Regions from separate parts of the Gasterosteus aculeatus genome. Here region 1 is linked to region 2. Evidence: chromatin contacts called from public Hi-C data. All regions are on one chromosome and are shown on one strand. Each heading gives the region's core, a stretch centred on a gene start, on an enhancer-like site or on the middle of the called end of the contact. The rest is flanking DNA. Distances are from core to core; before and after follow the strand shown. Region 1 has its middle 25 kb from the start of meis2b. Region 2 holds the start of LOC120807628 (hormonally up-regulated neu tumor-associated kinase).

What was found. A called contact is a pair of places that touch in the nucleus more often than the background predicts.
Region 1: a Hi-C map of skeletal muscle shows a contact between it and region 2, with 4 times the contacts expected there. The contact joins the enhancer-like site here to the promoter of LOC120807628 in region 2. A contact is called at or near these places in 3 of 6 Hi-C or Micro-C datasets (skeletal muscle and whole body).

What each region holds. Positions count from the first base shown.
Region 1 is chr18:2,823,464-2,826,227 of fGasAcu3.hap1.1, forward strand. No RefSeq gene overlaps it. Among protein-coding and RNA genes, the nearest start is that of meis2b, 25 kb to the right of the region's middle. Within about 2 kb of position 1,363, at least 1 of the 9 cell types and tissues checked has open chromatin away from gene starts, as enhancers often do.
Region 2 is chr18:2,729,894-2,732,593 of fGasAcu3.hap1.1, forward strand. It overlaps LOC120807628 (hormonally up-regulated neu tumor-associated kinase), which reads right to left and starts at 1,302. Exons shown (of 11, transcript XM_078094067.1): 1 at 724-1,302. The coding sequence starts at 966.

The DNA.
Region 1 (2,764 bases), core at 113-2,612, 94 kb after region 2:
GACTGTAAAGCCCTCTGAGGCAAATTTGTAATTTGCCATTTTGGGCTATACAAAATAAAATGAATTGAATTGAATATGTACAGCTTAATGATGTAACTATAATTACATTGTTTATTTAATAGTTAATAATAAAAATCAAAATTAGTTACAAAGAAAGTTGACTTGACTACAACGTACGTTAATTACGTTAAAATATTTTGTTGCATTAATCTCTGCCACATTAATCGCATAGATTAATTTATGTTGACAGCCCTAAAAAAATGATTGAAATTGTCAAGTCGATTTGTCATCATTGTTCAAAGAAAAAAAAAAAAGTTACGTAATACGTTATGAATGTAGTTCTGAAATGTAAAACTTTTTAAATTTCTTTGGAATTTCTCTAAACTGAGTTGTGGCACCTTTGTGAGATTACACCAAAACCCCTACAAGAGGTTGGATCACACCTTTTGTGTGATTTCTCTCTCATGGACAGCCTGGAGGTCCATGTGCTTTGGCCATTCAGATCATTAAACAAGTCCTCTCCTCCTGCAAATAATATCTGCTCTGACCTCGTTGCCCCAGGACAAGGCAGGACAGCGTGTCTCCAGTCAATTCTCCAGCAATAAAGACTAAGACAAGACGACGAGGAAGAACCCTTCTTCAACGTGTAAGCAGGCACGGACAATGTGCTGCTCTTGTAAGATATGTAGTTGAGAATTCTCTGGTCAAACAGAAGACTTTCTACGACGCCATTCTTAACAGTTAGTTTAGTTTGTGTTTTATAACCTTGTTTTGTTTGCTTTAAGTTTACTGTAATGTTTAACGACTGTGTATTTTTACAGACTGCCAGGCTCTGTTAAGTGCTGCGTAAATCTTTCTGTATAGTTCCTGTATGGTTATAACCTGTTATAGGTGCAAGTTTCCAGACCGCAGAGTCTGGTAAACACTGTAGTAAAATACCTTGAAAATATATTCTATTTCTGCTGCTGTTCTAGAGTCTGTTTTTGCAAGATCGGTCACTACGTGAGACTGGTAGCTGAAACTCAGATTTGCCATATACAGCTTTGTGCTTTTAACAGATAAAAATCTGTTAAAAGCACAAAGCTGTATATGGCAAATCTGAGTCTGCCATCCGCGTCTCTACATAAACAGTTTCTTTGTCTTACAGCGGCAGCTAAGATCTATTATGCTTTCAGTCCTTCCCACACACACACACACGATTGCCGGCCTTATTCGATAGCCCCGTGTGGTCTCACATGAGAGATTACGTCAGCAATAGGTAGTTTTCTTAACCTGTAGCCCACCTCCCCCTCTCTCACACACACACACACACACTCACACAATCTCTCTCCCTCTTTACATTTTTCCTATTCATGAATAATGTGATTAACAATAATTATATTGATGTAAAAATCTTGTTTCATACTAGCTAATGATCAAACACACTAAACATACTAATCTTGCACAACAACCCCTTGTTGATAGTACACACACCTGGGCCCCGTTCCTCGTATGTGGCTAACTGAGTTAGCCGGATAATTTTCAGATGACGTAGATCAGGCTTTTCGGTTCCCCGAAGCGAGTTTGGCTAAATCACCATAGGGAAACATCGAAAATTTTAACCTGCTCCGGCGCAGGTTCATTTGAGCCAGCTGGATTGGTTCCTCCGGAAAAAAAGGGCAGCTCATTGATGAAGGAGTGATATCAGTTAGTTCTTACCTTTTATAGAGAGAGTTCTCCAAGATCACAAAGATCCGTTATGACATCGCAATGACCATTACGAGCGTCATCGATGCTGAAGACAAGAAATAATTCATTGGAAGAAGACCTTCTGAAGCCATAACATTACGTGATGAACACCACGCGCTGCAGCCGAGCGTCCACTGTCTCTCACAGACTGTCTCACACACTCCCTCATAGTGTACATGTTTGTACAGTGTAGCGATGCAGAGAACAACTGGAAAGCCACTGCATGTTGTGCTCTTCGTAAAGTTTATTTGTTGCTTAATAAACTTCTGGATATTTCACTGCTTTAATTAATCAAATGTCTGATTATGAACAATAGATAAATACTGATTCGCCCATACACAGATTCAAAGTTATACGTAATCTACACACATCCATGTGATACTTAAGCTGATACAGTACATATGTATGGCATCAGATCAGTCTCAATAATGGCAAATGCAGACAGAACAATTCACAAATGCATACGCAACAATTCTCAAATGTATTCGATTCACAAATGCGCACTGAACAAGTAATGTATTTGATCGAAGCGGAGCATCGTCACTACCAGATGACATTGTTTGCTGACTTTGGACCCGTTGCATCTCAAGTTGCATTGCATTATCGCTGGAAGGCTCGTGGGGAGGGGAGGGGGGAGCTTCGCTCATGCGATTGGTTGAAAATGAAGGCGACATCTGAATGGCTACAGATAGATTCATTTAGAAAAAACGCATTTGTGGATCTGCGACGTAAGACCAGTCTCTAAAAACCCAAACACAAATGCAGTGCGATCCGCAAATATAAATCGTAATTTCTTAATGTGTGCGGTAATATTTGTAAATTAAGATATCTGCGCAAAATAGATGCTTTTACTGCACGTTGTGGCAACCCACGGGCATAGCACCTCAAGAGATCAGCACCAAGGGCAGGGGCACCAACGAGCAAGAGGTGAGGTGACCAAAAGGAGAAATACCCCGCTCCCTCTGGAGACAACAAGCGGCTCATAAGGCTGATGAAGGTTGGCCACACTATAAAGGACCAACCATTCCAACAGCCC
Region 2 (2,700 bases), core at 52-2,551:
TTGGATTCTGTGTGTTCATAAAAAGAATGTCTAGTGACTTTGTGTTTCCGTAACATTATAAAAGTCACGTTCACTCACATGGAATGAAGCGAGTTTCAGGAAGAGGCCCCTCCAGTAAATCAAAATGGAGGCCTCGAGATACGACGAGATTTTTTTGTAACTTGAAACTGCTGTTTTACGTTAAGAGAACATAGAAATGGCGTTAAGTGCTGTTGCCGTGGAATACGCCTCTGCAACAACTTTTAACCAACCCAGATTCGTCCCTGTTTAATGTACTTAGAATAAATCCGACACCAGCGTGTTTTACCCAATAAGAGGCGACTACACTCGTATGATGGAAATATATACATAACCTGATGGATTCAGGGTTCTCGAGCAGAATCATAGACAGTAGTGGACTGTGAGGCACTGAGGCAAATTTGTAATTTTGGGCTACAGCAAATAAATTGAATTGAATTGATTATATTCATCAGGAACAGACCCACTGCAGACCTCTTAAGATCTTTGGTACAAAGCTCTGTTCCTGTAAGAACCCTCAAATATTCATCCTTGTGATAGATATGGGTCTGAGGGTGTTTTTTTGTACACATGACAATGATAATAGCCAGATAACAATCAGTTAAAGTCACAACCATGTCATCGTAATCTTGCATGAATGTGAGACAGTCGGAGTCTCTTCACGCCTCGTCCTGTCTCTTCTCCCCCCCTGCAGAAAGCACTGACCTTTTCCCCCGTGCCGATGTGCAGCCCCTCCATCACTTTGGCGAAAGATCCCTTGTTGATCATTTTCCCTACTAGATAGGATCCCACCCGTTTGGAGTGGGGGAAGCTCCGCAGAAGCTCCCTGGGGACCTTCAGGGAAGGCAGGGCCGGTCGCTCCCGTCCCGAGGACCCGCGGTCCTCTCGTCCGGCCCCTCCCTCTGTCCCGACGTCCTTCGGAGCAGGCTTCAGTGCTGCAGCTGGCATCCCGGACGGGACCAGCACCTGGCATGTGTCTGCCTCTCACACCGACATACAATCAGACCCCAGAACTGGACAGTCCACATAGACCGTACACACACACACACACTGATGATAGCTTAAAAATCCTTCTTCAGGAGCAAGTGCATGCCCTCGGATATAGATTTGTTAACCTCCCATTCTCAGTTAAGTGGATCTTTATCCGTTAGTCCAGTGTTGGAGAACCTCTCTTTTCTTTGTCTGTTATTCGGACTTTTTATCAAATGCAAGTGTCTTTGTTTGAGTCAAACTGTGCAGAATGCAACTCTGGCTTCTCTCCCGTTCTCTCTCTCCCTCGCTAAGTTAGTGGAGGATTAACTTTGCTCTCAGGTCAACTCCAACGCCGAGGAGGACATTCTACACCGTAATTCCCTCCCTCCCACTCCTCACCCCCCCCCATGCTTTGCACACAGTACCTCACTGTTTGCAGTTAAACAGTAACTCTTCAAATTCTCTTACTTTACTTCCTGGGGAGTAAATGATTACTGTTGATGTAAATCTTATTTAAATAGCAGCCACTAGATACTACAGCCAAAAGCCTTCCGAACATAACAAAAGCTTTTTGCAAACACAACCTGCCATTCTGTCAAACAACAATATTTTATTGCTAATTAATAAATGTACGAGGCGCTGGCTGGAAGGTTTAGTTACATTTCCCTTTGTTCCCCCCTTTTCATGCCAATGTCAAAATATCTGTCTGCTCCTTACGTCATGTGATATAACATATATACATATAAAATACCTGAAGTGAGGTTTCAGGTGATATCAATGCGATATGACGCAGCACTGAGAGGGATCCGAGCCTCAGGGCCACGTGGTAGGAGAGTGCTAATAGATAGAAAGCTGTCACGAGGGTTTGTGGTGACGAGTGATTGGCGGCGTTAAAGTATGTCTGCTGATTCGCATGCGTGTGTGAGTGCACACGCATGGACTCAGGTTGCAGCGCGAGGGAGGACGGAGCCTTTATATCCAACATGTAACCCCATATGCTCACACACGGGCGAGCATGCACACTTTGCTCGCCGTGTGAAGCTCCTAGTTACCTTATTTTGTTTTAAATACGTCGCCATTCATAAGCCATGAACGTTTTCTTCTCTTTTATGTGCACTTGGGTGGCTTTAAACCAATTACGTACAAGGGAATGTCACCATTGTCGGGTCCGAGGCGTGTGAAAAAGACACATGAATATAAAACACAACTCAACAGCGATTCCAGAACCTTCTGCATTGAGCCGCAAAACAAAAGAGCGTCAGTAGAATCCTTCTTCAAAGGGAAAATCTTTAATATTCAATTCAAAATGTCTTCCTCCTTCGCGTCGCGTATTTATCGGTGCCTAAATGCCACGAGGCGCACACTTCATAAACAGGTCCGAAGGCCCTGGCGTGTGTGTGGGAGGAGGTGTTAACACGCCCTCCCTAAAGGTACGGCTGTCAAGCTGTATTTCTGGCTCTGTATCAGACGGAAAGAAAGAAAAGGAGGAAGGAAGGAGTTAAAGTATGAAGTGTGACGGAGGGAAGGGGGCGCTCGGCTTTGTGCCAGAAAAAGGGACCGATGGAGGAAAAGGAAGCGAGTGACTTAAAAAGTGACAAACCAAACCTTTAAAACTCTGCTTTATCGAGCCTAAATACTTTGGTGTGCGTTTGCGTCCAGAAAAATATCCTTCTTACTACCAATCACCACATTTTGTGTGCGTTTGGTGTT